Regions from separate parts of the Mus musculus genome. Here region 1 is linked to region 2. A link is a contact called in public ChIA-PET data. All regions are on one chromosome and are shown on one strand. The core of a region is the stretch at or near the end of the contact, and the rest is flanking DNA. Distances in the headings are between cores, read along the strand shown.

What was found. ChIA-PET counts read pairs in DNA pulled down with a chosen protein or histone mark.
Region 1: a contact with region 2 is called in an RNA polymerase II ChIA-PET map of memory CD8 T cells, with 84 read pairs. The contact joins two enhancer-like sites. A contact is called at or near these places in 1 of 39 promoter capture datasets (stem cell-derived epiblast-like cells), 1 of 484 Hi-C or Micro-C datasets (the G1E-ER4 cell line), 6 of 115 datasets of contacts at active chromatin or transcription factors (the 230-238 cell line, the HPC-7 cell line, embryonic stem cells and 2 more) and 3 of 9 other capture datasets (adipose tissue, liver and pancreatic islet).

Annotation. Positions count from the first base shown.
Region 1 is chr6:119,406,098-119,413,596 of GRCm38.p6, reverse strand. It overlaps a transcript of Adipor2 not described here. Among named protein-coding and RNA genes, the nearest start is that of Adipor2, 21 kb to the right of the region's middle. Within about 2 kb of position 5,451, at least 91 of the 459 cell types and tissues checked have an H3K27ac peak or open chromatin away from gene starts, as enhancers often do. A contact at or near this core is called in the 230-238 cell line, the HPC-7 cell line and memory CD8 T cells, where this site is marked.
Region 2 is chr6:119,330,922-119,338,351 of GRCm38.p6, reverse strand. Cacna2d4 (calcium channel, voltage-dependent, alpha 2/delta subunit 4) reads right to left here. Exons shown (of 38, transcript NM_001033382.3): 27 at 1,900-1,961; 28 at 426-470; 29 at 175-237. It also overlaps a transcript of Lrtm2 not described here. Among named protein-coding and RNA genes, the nearest start is that of Lrtm2, 3.9 kb to the right of the region's middle. Within about 2 kb of position 1,996, at least 61 of the 459 cell types and tissues checked have an H3K27ac peak or open chromatin away from gene starts, as enhancers often do. A contact at or near this core is called in the 230-238 cell line, the HPC-7 cell line and memory CD8 T cells, where this site is marked.

The sequences.
Region 1 (7,499 bases), core at 4,202-6,701, 72 kb before region 2:
GAAGTGTGTCACTATGGAGGTGGGCTTTGAGGCCTCATATGCTCAAGCTATACCCATTGTGGAGTCTAATCTCCTCCTGCTGCCTGCAGATCAAGATGTAGAACTCTCAGTTCCTCCAGCGCCATGTCTGTCTGGAGGCTGCCATGCTTCCCACCATGAGGATAATGGACTGAACCTTTGAAACTATAAGCCAGCCCCAATGGCATGTTTTTCCTTTATGAGTTGCTGTAAAAAAACAAAACAAAACACAAAAATAAAACAAAATAAAAGAACAAAAACAAACAAAAAAGAGTAGCTGTGTATGGGGTGGGGGTGGGGACTTGAGAGATGGCTCAGTGGTTAAGAGCACTGGCTGCTCTTCCAGAGGATCTGGTTTCAATTCCCAGCACCCACATGGCAGCTCACAACTGTCTGTAATTCAGGCAAAACACCACAATGCAGATAGATAGATAGATAGATAGATAGATAGATAGATAGATAGATGGCTAGTGAGATGGCTTAGCCAGATAGATAGACAGATAGATAGAGTTGCCATGGTCATGGTGTCTCTTCATAGCAATAAAACCCTAACTAAGAAACTCCCTTTGGCCAACCTCTGGCTTGCCCTTCTCCACTGAGAGAATCTCTCTCATATGTACAGATACACAGTCTCTCTCTCTCTCTCTCTCTCTCTCTCTCTCTCTCTCTCCCCCCCCCCCCCTTCTTTCCTGATAAGTTTAAGGTTCCCAGTCTGGGTGGTGCCTGCACACGCTCCGGGGCTGGGTTCCTTTTCCCTCCTTGGCTCCGTTGGGCCTGTGTACACACTCCACTTGGTACTGACTCAGAAAAATAACAGTCTTCTGTCACTTCTTTCCCTCCAAATGTATCCTTTTCCTTCTGAGAGCCTTCCATATGGGCGTCCTCACAGAAGCCTGGTCTGCAATCTGCCACTTAGGGGTGCCCCCACTCAGCACACCTATCAGTGATGAATAAAGCAGGAAACAGTGTCAAGAGGGGCAGCCCTGGCCCTTTGGAAAGAACCCGGTCACCTCCCGATACAGTCGTCCATTGAGTAGGAGCACCACTGGCCTGGTCCCTTGCCTGGGAAAATGGTACAGGAAACCTGGCATGGTGACACACGTCTGTAACTCCAGCGTTTGGGAAGCAGGAACAGATGGATCGCTTTGAGTCGGAGGCCAGACTGGGCTACATAGTAAGTGCCAGGCCAGCCAGGGCCACAGAACTGTCTAAAAACAAAGAAAAACATCAAAAATGGGCACAGACTTGGGAGACTTGGGAGAAACTGAGCTGAAGGAATCAATGATTATCTGGGCAGGATGGCCTTTAATGGCCTCTTTTGCCATCAGATTGACCAAAAACCAACCAACCAAACAATATGCTAATCCTAGCACTTGGGAGGCCTAAGTAGAAGGATTGCTGTTAAGTTCAAGATCAGTTTGGGCTACAGAGTTCTTAAGTGACTGGATTGGTACTGTGTGTGTGTGTATGTGTGTGTGTGTGTGTGTGTGGTGGTATATATGTATGTGTGTGTATCCATGAACATGTATGTATATGCATGCGGAGGGTAGAGTCTGCTGTCAGCTGTTTCTCTTAATCATTCTCTTCTCTATTTTGTGGGACCGAGTCTCTCATCAAATGTAGAAATCACAACTGAGCTAGACCACCTGGCCAGCATGTCCCAGGCATTCTCCTGCCTCAGTGCTTGGATTCTAGGCATCTATGTAATCCCATGTATAGGGCCACACCTGACTTTATATGGGGGCACTGGGACAGAATCCAGATCTTTGTGTTTCCTACTCTGTGACCATTTCCCTGGCAAAGCCATCGGTCTCCCTGGGCTCCTGGAGTGCTGTTTTTGAGAGAAGCTATCACTATGTAGGCCAGAGGGTGATCTGCAACTCGCTCTGCACTCAGAAGGCCTTTAACTCAGGATGTTCCTGGGTCAGCATCAAGCACTAAGCTTGCAGGCAGACCTACAATCCTGCAGCTTGGTACAGCACAGCTCCCAAGCTCATTTGAGGGGTCAGCTTGAAACTCCACTGCTGGGTAGAGCGCTGGGGTAAGCTGGGGACTCCAGGTTTATAGAGGGGAAAAAAAGGAAGGAGGGAGGGAGGCCCACCGAGACCCCCACTTGTGACACCTTTCTCTAACTAACTTTCTGAAGCCCATCCTTATTTTCTCCATTTGCTTTCTATGACATTGAGAACCCTGGCTCCAGTGGGGAATTTTCTAAAAGGTCGAAAAGTTTTATAAGAAACTAGGTATGGCTTCGTGCCTACATTCTCCTCTCATTTAGGAGACAAGGCGGGGCAGGGGAGGGGGTCTGAAAGATTGAGGCTAGCATTTACCAAATAGCAAGATTCTGTCTCAAAGACATAACAACCACAAACCAACCAGGGGCTGGCAAACCCATGGCTCATGGGTAAAGGTGCTTGCTACAGGCTTATGACCTTGATTTGAAGGTCAACTCTCAAAGGTGCTCTTATAGCTGAGCCTGGGGAGTTCATGCCTTTAATCATAGCTGAGGCAGGTGGATTTACATAGAGAGTTCTAGGACAGCCGGGCTGTATAGAGATACTCTGTCTCAAAAACGGTGGTCCTCCGGCCTTGTGTGTCAATACATATATACAAGCATACCCTTACATAAACGAGTTTAAAACAAATAAGGAAAATTATCTTATAGATAGTTCTCTTAGGTGTACAAAAAGGTATAAATGCTAAAAATTCCTCACAGCAGAGCTAGAATGTCCTAGTTTGCTTTTCATTACCGTGATTAAACACTGGCCAAAGCCAAAGTAGGGGAGGGGTGGACTTATTTGATTTACAGACTGCAGTCCTTCACTGAAGGAGCCAAGGCAGTAACTCACGGTAGGAACCAGGAGCAGAATCTGGAGCAGAGACCATGGAGGAATGCTGTTTACTGACTTGCTCAGCTACTTTTCCTATATGGGCCTGGCCTACTTGCCTAGGGATGGTGCTGCCCACAGTGGGCTTGGCTCACCCACATCAACTGACAATTGAGAAAAATGCCCCATAGACATGCCCAAGCCAATGGAAGTAATTCCTCAATGGGGTTCCCACTTCCCTCTGTGTAGGTTTGTGTCAAGTTCACAAAATTTTGACAGCAAATAATCTTAAAGGAATCTAGAGGCTATCAATAAAGGGACAGAGTACTGCATTTGCCATCTGGAGGCTGAGGAGGAAGGAACTCAATCACATTATGGAAAATTAGCCTAGGCCAGCTAGGGTGGGTGACTGCAATCCTGATACTCTGGAGGCTGAAGCAGGAGGGTAGAGACCTTAAGGCTAGCCTGGGTTACATAGCAAGACCCCCCATCTCAAGCCAGCCAACTAACCAACCAATCCCAAATACTTGAAAAATACCATGAGAAACCTTCACCCACATCTTCTCACCCAGAGTTAAAGCATGGGAGGCTGGAGTTTCATTGCATTTTGACCTTGTGAAAGAGCCTGTCTGGAGACCTGTGTGCCAGGAAAAGGCTTAGCCTTTGAACCTTGAGCAGAATTGGGGCAGAGGGAAACTGTTATCTGGAAGACAGATTATTCTTGCTGTTCTCACAACAGGTTTTGAAATTCTCTGGAGCCATGACCCAACCCCCATTGGCCCCAGCTCTAATCAGCCCCTTTATTTTAGTCTCCCTTTTTGAAACAGTCTGGATGTGAGCCAATATGTCACACGGCTAAGTCACTCTACTCAATCTCTACCAATAAGCTCCAGAGATGGGAAACCTCTGGACTCAGCATGAACCCTATTAATGCTTGACTTAGAAGCACCTATGGAACTCAGATAAGGGGAACATTGAAATATCACCCCATTGATAACTGAACTATCACCCCAATGATAAGGGACAGATCAGGGATAGTATGCTTACTTAGCATGCACAAAGCTCTCTGTTAAAGTTCAAGTTCAGGAAAACACGGAAGAAATGCCAGTCGGTGGTGGCTCAGGCCTTTAATCTCAGAGGCAGAGGCAAGTTGATGTCTGAGTTTGAGGCCAGCCTGGTCTACAGGGTGAGTTCCAGGACAGCCAGGGCTACATAGAGAAATTCTGTCTTGAAAAAACAAAAAAAACAGAAAAGGAGAGAAAGAAAGGAAGAAAAGAAAGAGAGGGGGAGGAAGGGAGGAAGGAAGGAAGCAAGCAAGGAAGGGGAAGAGGAAGAGGAAGAGGAAGGGGAAGGAAAGGAAAGAGCCTAGTCTAGCTGTGTGTGGTATCCCACATTTATAATCCCAACACTCTGGAGAAAGAGCTACTTGGATCTCTATAAAGTCAAGGCCAGTCTATACTATAAAGGGAATTCTTGCCAGCCAGTGCTACATAAGCAATACCTTGTCTCAAAAAAAAAAAAAAAAAAAAAAAAGAGTTACCTAAGGCTATAGAGACAGCTCAGTAGTTAGGAGCACTGGCTTCTCTTCCAGAAGGCCTAGGTTTGGTTGCCAGTACTTAAGTGGTGGCCAACAACCATCTGTAATTCCAGTTTCAAAAAAAAAAAAAATCCAGTCTGTTTTGGTTTTTGTCTAAGGACACCTTTTACTTCACTTGTATTTTATCTGACTGGCAAGCAGGGGACTAACTTGGAAAAGAGGAATGGCGAGAGGCAGGCTACTGTACGAACAGGCTACCACTAGGCTCCTTCCTGTGTTCGTATATGTTATTTTATTTTATTCCTTTCAGATAAACTGTAATGGGTTGTGTGTCACAAGCAGTTGCTGAGATACAACCTCCCACAAACCACAGACCTTCCCTGGGTCTTGTTCCTTGTGGTGAGAATCACAAGCTCTCCCTGGTTACCAAAACTCAGCCAGTGGTGACAGTGGGTTTCTTCCTTTCTGAAAGCACGGCAGGGGTTAGGACAAAGGCTTGAGTGTGTGAGTGCTCGCGTGCGCGCGCGCACACACACACACACACACACACACACACACACTCCCCTTTATAGGTAGTCAAGATTACAGGTTCAAGGAAGGCAAGCTGCCTATTTGACCTGGTGAAGCTGTAGTCAGTTCTGAGAGCACTGCAGTTTTAGAATAGCCTCTACCTAACCAGTGAGGCAAGGAATTAAAATCCCCAAACCCGACACTCACCGAGGTAGGAATTTTGCCATTAGTTTCATGTCAGTGTAGCCTATAGTTTGAGACCCCCCCCAAAAAAAAAACCTGAAAAAAGGGGGTGGAGGTGTAGACTTCTTGTGGAGTGTTTGCCTAGCCTTGGGTTCAGCACCCAGTATCACATAAATAACGGGGTATGTAACCCTGAACATCCCAGTACTTGGGAGGCAGAAGCAGCAGGACTCAATGGCACAGTGAGTTCTGGGGTGGGGGTGGGGTGAGGAGGGGCTGAGGGTGGAACCTGGGCGTTTCAGGTCCCCTGGACTCCTTACTTTGGGGCAGGAAGTCTTCACCATGGCAGAGCTATGTCAACCCTTCCTCTTCTGCGGGCTTGATTGTAACAGAGGCCGTTTCTGTTCTCACTGTACACAGTTGAATATTGAATGTCGAGTGTCTTCCCAGAGGCTTGTATTTAGCTGAGACTTTGCCCCTAGAGAGTGGTTCTATTGGGAATATTGGGACCTTTAGGAGGTGGGGACGAGTGGGAGGGTCACTGGGAGTGTACTCAAAGAGGATATTGTAGGATTCCAGCCTTTCTATTCACTGAGTTCGTGAAACATTTTTATTGCCCCCCCCCCCCCCCCGCCTTCTTTTGAGCCAGGATTTTACTGCCTGTCCCTGGCTGGTCTGGGATTTGCTGTTGACCTTAAACTTACAGAAATTTCTTCTTCCTTTGCTTCTGAGTACTGAGATTAAATCATGTACTACAATGCTTAGCTACGCACCCGGACTCTGACCCCAAATCTTTTCAAGTTTGAGTAATTTACTCAAATGATTCAGAAATCTTGGAGTCAGAGTCCCTGTCGATGTGTTTTTTAAAATGGCAGAGGTATATAATCTGGCGGACGGGAGCATCTCCATAGCCCGTGCTGATCACTTTGTCAGTCATGGTGGCACAGCCTAGTCTACAAAGCAAGGACTAGTTAGTGAGATCCTGTCTCAAAAAAAAAAAAAAAAAAAAATTTAAAAATTCAGTTGGATCCACACAAGCGATGATCATCTTTGGGCCCTCCTGGAAAACTTGACGGAGACGAGGGTCAAGGAGCCCACACCTGGACAAAGGCTGCTTAATTATGCACAACTCTTTTGTTTGTTTGTTTTGGTTTTCGAGACAGGGTTTCTCTGTGTAGCCCTGGCTGTCCTGGAACTCACTTTGTAGACCAGGCTGACCTTGAACTCAGAAATCCGCCTGCTTCTGCCTCCTGAGTGCTGGGATTAAAGGCATGCGCCACCACAATTATGCACAACTCTTGCCTTCTTGTGAGAGTCCCCAGAGCCCAAGTCGGTGCCTAAAGATGGTCTTGGTCTGTCCACTAGACCCTTTGTTTAGTCCCTTTCCCAGTGTGGCCACATTGAATAAATCTCCTCTCTCAGGTTTTTTCAAAGTATTATTTTTATTCTCTGTGTATGAATGTGTTGCCTGCATGTATGCATGCCAGTGCCTACAGAGGCTAAAGTTACAGTTCTGAGCACCTCTCCAGCTCCCTCTGTTTGCTCCTTTTTTCTTCCTGGAGCTCACAGAGATCCTCCTGTCTCCACCTTCTGAGTGCTGGGATTGACTCTTCTTGCTTTTTGAGGCAGGGTCTCATGTAGTCCTGACTTTTCTCAAACTCCATATGTAGCCAAAGATGACCTTGAACTTCAGCTCTTCTGTCTCTTCCTCCTTCTTCCTCCTGGGTGCTGGGATCTCAGGCGTGTATGCCACCAAGCCAAGCTGTTTGTGTCGTGCGCGGGGGATCAAGTGTCTTTGTAGCTTTAGCACTGGGAAATGTGAGCCCTTCACCCGTCCCACTTTCTCAAGACTGTTTTGGCCAGTCCCTATCCATTCTCATTGGACTTTTAGTATCAGTTTGTTAATTTACGCCAGCAAAGGCACGTGTGCAGGTAGGTGTGCCTGCCTGTGCCTTAGTGGACACCAGCAGATGTCAAGCATCCTTCTCCGTCACTTTCCATCTTAACTCCTTGAGAAGGGCTCTCACTGAATCTGCAGCAAGCCTCACTCAACTCATCCTCCTGTTTCCTCTCCACAGCACTGTTGTTTCAGGTGTACCTGAAAACCATGTGGATTTTCTTCATGGGTGCTGGGGATTTGAACTCGGGTCCTTATGCTTGTGCAGCCAAGTGTTCCTACCCACTAAGCTGTGTTGTCAGCCCAAATCATTACTGTCCTGAACTCACTAGGAAGCCAAGGATGATCCCGAGTTTCTGTTCCTTCTGCTTCTACCTCTTGAATGCTAGGGTTCCAGGTACGTGCTACTCTGCTTGCTTTATGTGGTGCTGGAAATGGAACCGGGCTTTTGTCTATACTCGGTAAACACTCTCCTGACTGGATCATAGCGCTAGTCTGTAAATCTTTAATTTATACTGAAATACTC
Region 2 (7,430 bases), core at 747-3,246:
TTTTGCATTTGAATGGTGCTCCTTGTTTGGAATCTTGCTTTGTCTTCTTGGATTAGGGAAGCAACTTCTACCCAGATTTGCACCGTTATAGTGGAAGGAAGGTCCCCGGCCTTTTGCTTGTTTGACCTTAGCTGCTAAGGTCTCAACTTCCTCCTGCCCTCTTCTTTCACTCACCTCTTGGGGTCTCTCTGAGATCAGGACGAAGCCATTGTTGTCTATGACGAAGCAGTCGAGATCCTGGGGTGGGGGGAGAGGCCAGGACAGGAGGTCATAGCCAGGGTTATCGCTGGCTCCAACCCTCCTGCTCACTCTAGCAGCCGAGGAGGGCTGAACCCTGCAGTCAGGGTCAGGAAGGGGGCCTTTGAGGAAGAAGTAGTCCACAGAGCAACACAGGACACTGAACCTGTGCTCTGGGAAGAACTTACAGTGTCCTCGCAGCTCTTCAGGCACGGCCCCTCTACAGCGTTGCACTGGAAGGAAGAAGGGACATCTGTGAACGGTGTGCACCTGCCTGGTAAGTGTGCCTGTATGTAGTGTCAAGTGTGAGGTATGCGTCTATATGTATACAACGTGTATGTGTTACAGGTAGGCTTATGAGTGGTGTGTATGTGGAGTGTCTGAGCACGTTTGATGTGTGGTATATATGCGGTACGTATGTTCTGTGTGCAGGTGCATATCTGTATATGTGCAGTGTGCTATGGACATGAAGGTGTCTTGTACATGGATGCATGCGGACTGTCATGTATGTGGAGGGCCTGTCTGTGGTAAGTGTGTCTGTACATATATCCCTTGTGGTACATTTGGGGAGTGCCTGTTGTATGTGGAGAATCTGCCTGTGGTAGATGCAGTAGATGAGGGCCTGCCTTGTGGACCAGGCACGTGTACATAATGTGTGGGTGTGTCTCAGCAACAGGGTACGGAGCAGCAGGCTGTGCTCTTCTGGGGACAAACATGGGCCACCAGCACAGCCCTGGGGCTTTCATAAGATGGGTTCTCACCATCCCCCTTCATCCCTACACACTTCTACCCTTACTATGCAACTGCCTGTGCCCAAGGCAAGGGACCTGGCAGTCGGGAGTGAAGGACAGAGGGAGCTTCTCGCTGTGAGGAGAACTCTGGCTAGGAGGACAGTGAAGCCTCCTGGGGTGTGTGTGTATGTGTGTGTGTCTCTGTGTGTCTGTGTGTGTCTCTGTGTGTGTGTGTGTGTATGTGTCTGTCTGTGTGTATGTGTGTCTCTGTGTGTGTGTCTCTGTGTGTCTGTGTGTGTGTGTCTGTGTGTGTGTCTCTGTGTGTCTGTGTGTGCATCTCTGTGTGTCTGTGTGTCTGTGTGTGTGTGTATGTGTCTGTCTGTGTGTATGTGTGTCTCTGTGTGTGTGTGTCTCTGTGTGTCTGTGTGTCTGTGTGTGTGTGTCTCTGTGTGTGTGTGTGTATGTGTGTGTCTGTGTGTGTCTCTGTGTGTGTGTCTGTCTGTGTGTATGTGTGTCTCTCTGTGTGTGTCTCTGTGTGTCTGTGTGTGTGTGTGTGTGTGTGTGTGTGTGTGTGTGTGTGTGTATACAGATGACAGAGCAAGGGAAAGTTCCCAGGAGCCTGGACAACAAGTGAGTCCTAGGCCATGGAGAGCAGTGCCAAGCGAAACTCTGCCTTACTCTCTAGCAGACAAGGCTAGGGTGGTTTGGGGGCAACAGCAATGGCCCTGTTGTCTTGGGTCTGATCAGGGACAAGACACTGGAGTGGGAGGGGGAAGAGGCCCAATACGCAGGGTTCCAGGAAGGTCAGAAAAGGCAGAAAGAGAACAGGGGTGTCTCCTGTGGCACTGATAGGCCAGGCTGTGGGGACAGTCCTTCCCAATGGATGGCTTGTTGAGTCCTCTCCCCGCTTCTGGGTCCCCAGTTACCCTACCTGCTGCATGGCTGCCCAGAACTGGCGCTGGAGGTAGTCTGCTTGCATCTGGATGCCCACAGCTGCAGGAAACAGGAAGGAGGAAGGCAGGGCCAGATGAATGTTTGGGGAGGGTGGAGACAGTGAGAGAAGAAAATAACAGCACCCACTTGAAGAGAGGAAGCTTATCACAGCGGCTGAGCTGGGGAGAAGCACGGGCAGGTGGGGACAGCGAAGGCTGAGTCTCTGGTGAGGGGCATCTAGGGCCTCTGGGAGCTTTTCGCACCAGGGCAGTGGATTCTCCCAGTGCGAAAAGCAGTACCAAGAGATGCCAGAGAAAGGACAGGCTCTAAGGCCAGAGATCCAGGAGAATGGCTTCCTCTTCGGTCCCCGGGAGCTCAAAGCTCTGTGCTTTCTTCCCTTTGACCCAGTTGACAAAAGGAGCAGGGGAGAGCATTGTTTCTGCATGATCATGGGACCAAAGGTGGCAAACTGAGTCTGGAATGAAGGCCTTTGTGAGTCTGGCAACTCATGGGCCTCGTGGGTTTCAGCCCTGGTGTAACGTCCTCTGTAAGTCCAGTCCATGTTCACACGCAGGGAGAAAGCTGAGCCGCTGAAGCCCAGGCATAGGCAGACCACCCGAGTTTGCCAGGCCATTTCCTGGAGACCAGGGAGGCCATCAGAGCACAGATGCTTCTCCTGTGATGTCTCCCATCACAGGAACCATCTGCCTCTTTGATTCCCAAATAGGTCTGGAGAACCCAAGGGGGCACTCACATACTAAGAGAAATCTGGGACAAAGAACGACAGGAGAACATGGGGCCAAAGGATAGAAAGGAAAGGCAGAGCTATGCTGAATAGAAGATCTACAAAGTAGGCCAACTTCTTAGTGTCTAGAATAATATTAAAGCCATTCTGGGTGCTCCGGGTGAGTCAGGCACCTTTACAGGCAGGAGGGTGTTTAATTCTTCACAGACTGGCGCTAGCCTCATTTAGACTTCATGGGCTGAGGGAACAGAAGCCGAGTAGAGGTTCTATGGCTCGGCTAAGTTGCCAGCCAAGAAGTAACAAACCTAGCTTCAGTCTGGAGCCCTGAGCCCATAAGGCATAGCTCTGAGTTCTTCCCTCCATGTCTGGGTGGGAGGCCTGGCAGGCAAAATGGTCTGCAGCACGTGGGCAGGTCTCTGATACGCACTGAGCACAGGATTGGCTTCTTCATCACTATGCCACCTGCCTAAGACATTCTAAAGTCACTCGATTTCTGAGGTGGGTATGGGGAGCCTCTGTGATAGGGGCAGCCAGGCTAGCTGGTCCCGGTGGCTGAAAGGGGTTGGTGGGCAGGTAGATCCCTGAGGAGAAGCCATGGACATGCCATCCCCAGTGGGCAAATGCTCTGTCCCAGCAAGTGTGGTGGCACTCAGCTCTCACTTGTCCCCTGAGGGTGCAGGAGCCCCCCGTTCTGCCCTTCTCCCTTTCTCACTGAGGACTGCCCTGGGTGCTCACCACACAGACTTCCTTCACCTGCAGAAACCCTTCCTGCTTCCCAGCACAAGCAGAGGGCAGCGGTGCTGATGTTGAGGGCAGTCGACCCCTTGGGATGGAAGGGAGCTTATGACTTCATCCTGGGCTCTAGTAGTCAAAGGGTCCCAGAGAATCTCCAGAATGGAACTCTCCTCTTTCTTCAGTGGCTCAGGGTGGGGCCCATGGAACCATGCAATTTCCAAGATGGAGAAGGTGCCAGTGACTCTAATAGGGAAGTCTGGAGAAGGTAGGGTTTGCTTCTACCTGAGTGAGAGTCAGGCTTCAGGGCTGGGTGAAGGGCAGACTCTCGGCAGTTCCAGCCCCAGCTCCTACGTACAAGGTCAACTGTCTACCCACTGCAGAATTCGGTATATTACAGCCCACCCTCTACCTCTCCTTGTACTGTCTGCCTTTCAAGACTCATTCCTTCCATGGTGGTCATTTCTCTTGGTTCACCTCTGTTCTGAAGACCTTGGTTCCAGGACGCCATAACAAAATAAGTACACACTGAAAACACACACACACACACACACACACACACACACACACACACACATACTGCTTATTTCTGCTGCGACCACCAAGCCAACCTTCTCTTGCAATGTGCTTTTAGGGTTCCAGTTCCCTCCTCTGGCCTTTCTTTGATCCATTCTCCATATGAGATCTCTCAGAAGATCTCTCAGAAGATCTCTCAGAAGGCCAGACCCCACCACTCCTTCACTTGACCCCCACCCAACCTTCCCATTTAGAGCAGAATTTAGATCCCTGCAAACCCATGCACGAGGCAGCCTTGCTGATGCCTTTGACTTCAGCCTGAATCACTGTCTTCCTCAAACAGGTCAGTTCATTCTACTTCAGGGCATCACGTCAGATGTGTCTTTCTGGAATGCTCTTACTCTAGACCTCAGCACGGCTGGCTGGCATAATCAGATCTCAACTCTCTAAAACCAACTCAAGTCTCAGCATGTGGCAGACTGCCTTGATCTCCCCAGATAAAGCAGCCTTCTCCATCATCATTTGCAGGCTCTCTGTCTCTCTGTCTCTCTGTCTCTCTGTCTCTCTCTCTCTCCCTTTTTTCCCTCTCCTTCTTTCTTCCCCTCTCTCCCTCCCTCTTAACCTCTTCCCCACCCCTCCGTCTCCCTCCCTCTCTCCCTTATTTGCTTTCTCCTTCTCTCTCTTCCTCTCCTCCCTTCCCCCTCCCTCATTATTTGTTCTCTCTCCCTTTCTCCCTTGCTCTGTCTCTTCCTCTCTCTCTTCCTCACCTCCTCTCCCTTCCTCTCTCCCCTTTCCCCCATCCCTCCCCCTCACCCCTCCCCCTTTCTCTCACTGCTGTTTTGTTTTCTAAGTGAGGAGATTTGTTTATGTGGCTGATGTCTCACTGCATGGAGTGGGGTTCACAGAGGGCAAGCAGGCTGCGCTCTGACTCTAGACCTAGAGTCACATTGTCACATAACAGGGCTCAGTAAATGTTTCTTGGGCTAAGTAAATAAATGTGTCAGCACTTGACTGGGAGGCGAGTTCATGGGTGACCTCACTTCCCAGACCTTCCCAGACTCCTCCTCCCCTCTGGAGCACCATTTCATTAGTCACAGTGACCTGCCACCTAAGAGATTTATCTCTGTGCCCCAAGCCCTTTAGCAAACCACTGGGAAATGAGAGATTTAAGTGAGAAACAAAGTGGACCTTCCTTCCTTCTGGTAAGAAGGGCAAGGTGCTGAGACAGAAGTGGGAAGGGAGCACGGGCACAAGAATCTCCAGCCAGGGATCTGCCCTGCCAGAGGCTCGTATTCCCAGGCTCTGGTCCTGTCCCAGCACACCCACAGACGGGGAGCTCAGCCTTCAGCCAGCATCCCTGTCCTTTTGCTGTGGTAGACTCTAGGGACCAGAGGCTCTTGGCACATTCACCGAAGTGCCTGGGAGGACAGACAATCTTCCTGAGTCACCTCGGGCTACCTGTTGTGTGGCTGCATCTGCCCACAATGTTTGATGAGGAGTCGCGGGGTTGGAAGCCTTGCTGAGTGGCTTTCCTGGGATCGTTAAGAGAGCTTTCTTTATGGTTGGGTCTGATTGGTCCCCATCTTAGACCTTGACCTTAGTTTTGAGGAACCTGCCAGGTGAAGGGTAAGTCTCGGATGTCTACCCACCTGCCACAGCTTACCTGAGTCCTTCCCCTGCCCTTGTCCTTCCTGTCCCAGCTGTCTTCCCATCCTTCGGTCCCTCCACAGGGACCTCCTGTGTTTTCCTCTGGGCTCATAGCCTGACAGAACACCTCAGTAAGACCACAGGCAGCTGGGGGCCTTAACAGGGTATTCACCCCTGATCTCTGGTGCTACTTTGTGATCAGGGATGGCACTCAAAGCAAAGCACACACAAACCAGTACAGCAACACACACACACACACACACACACACACACACACACACACACACACACACAAACACACATCAGGGATGGCACTCAAACAAAGCAAAGCACACACAAACCAGTACAGGAACACACACACACACACACACACACACACACACACACACACACACACACACACACACATCTGGAGCACCAATTTTCCCCTGCTGGCCTCTGCACCTGTGTTGATCCTTCTTGGCCTATGATTGGCTAAACAGGGACTGTGAGGGAGGGGCCTGATTTGTGCAGCTGATAGCAGTGGCCTGGAAGGTACTCAGGGAGTGCCAGCATCCTAGGATTCCTGGGTGGAGGCAATTTCAGAGCTCAACCCACCTGCTTATTCTGTAAGTTGAGAACTCAGCACGGGGTAACTGCTCAGCTGCTAACTACTTGAGAAGCAAAAGCATAGATTTAACCAACAGGAGGGCATAGAGCTGTGGGTGATAGGGAAAGGTAAGGCAAGTTACCCCCAAACAGCTCACAATACAGGACAAAAAGCTACCACACGGACTCCTCTGTGATCAGAACTATAAAGTGGTACAGAGAAAAAAAATCCCTGTAGAGGGATGTTGGGTGTTGCTGTTAATTTTACTTATATGGTGTGTGTGTGTGTGTGTGTGTGTGTGTGTGTGTGTGTGTGTGTGTCCATCCCAAGGACAGCCTGTGGGAGTCTCTTATCTCCATGTGGGTTCTCGGGGTTGACCCCAGGCTATTAGGCTTGACAGCAAGTGCTGCTACCTGCTAGGAGAGCCATCTTGCCCCCACCCCCACCTTCCAGAGCTGAGTTTTTAAGGCAGGGATAGATCACTATGCACAGAGATCACCGTGCTCCTGAAGGGTCTGTTTTGCTGAGGCAGGAGCTGGGAGAGTGTTAGGGTAGTGGCTGGTTGCCTTGTTGAAAGGGCAGGCACAGGGAACTTCAGAGAGGATGGGGACTCTCTCAGCTCTGCTGGATTGCAGTCCTGAATCAAGGCGCGCCCAGCCCTGCATATAACATAGAGAAAGGACCCTGAGATACATATTCATGCTGTGTTACCTACAAGCTAGATCATCTGCTGAACAGGCAGGATGTAAAGGAATGAGGCCTGTTTCAGGCTGCAGGCTGGGAAGTCCAGCTTCTCTTCTGGCTTAGCCTCTGGCTCAGCCCCGCATTGGAAGGAACACTCTTTATGCCAGTGAATGGCAATGTGTTAGACTTGCTCTGTCTTGATTGGGAGAGAGGTCTTAGACCACCAAGGCCAGCTCCTTCAGTTCCCCGTGTGCACAGAGGCACATGGTCTCTGCTTGTTGTTCCTTCAGGTTGCAGCTGCGTGCTCTGACACCTCTCTCTCCCAAATAGTCCTGGCCAAGGGTGGTCACATCTACAGACTCAGCCCCTTGTCTAAAGGGCTTTCTGTTGCCTTGGCATCTCTGAGGACCCTCAGCGTTCCTCTTGTAAGAGGAACTCAGCCTTTAAGGAGCTGGTTTTTCCTTATCAGAACTGGGGTCTGACACAGGAGACAGACCTAGTGTTCCGGCAGGTCTAAGATCCAAGACAGTCAGCGGGGCTGTGTTTTGGGTCCTGTACCCCTTGGAAGGTCCTGCCTTCTAGACAGCCAGAGATGGCCGCTCCTGGGAGGTGAGAG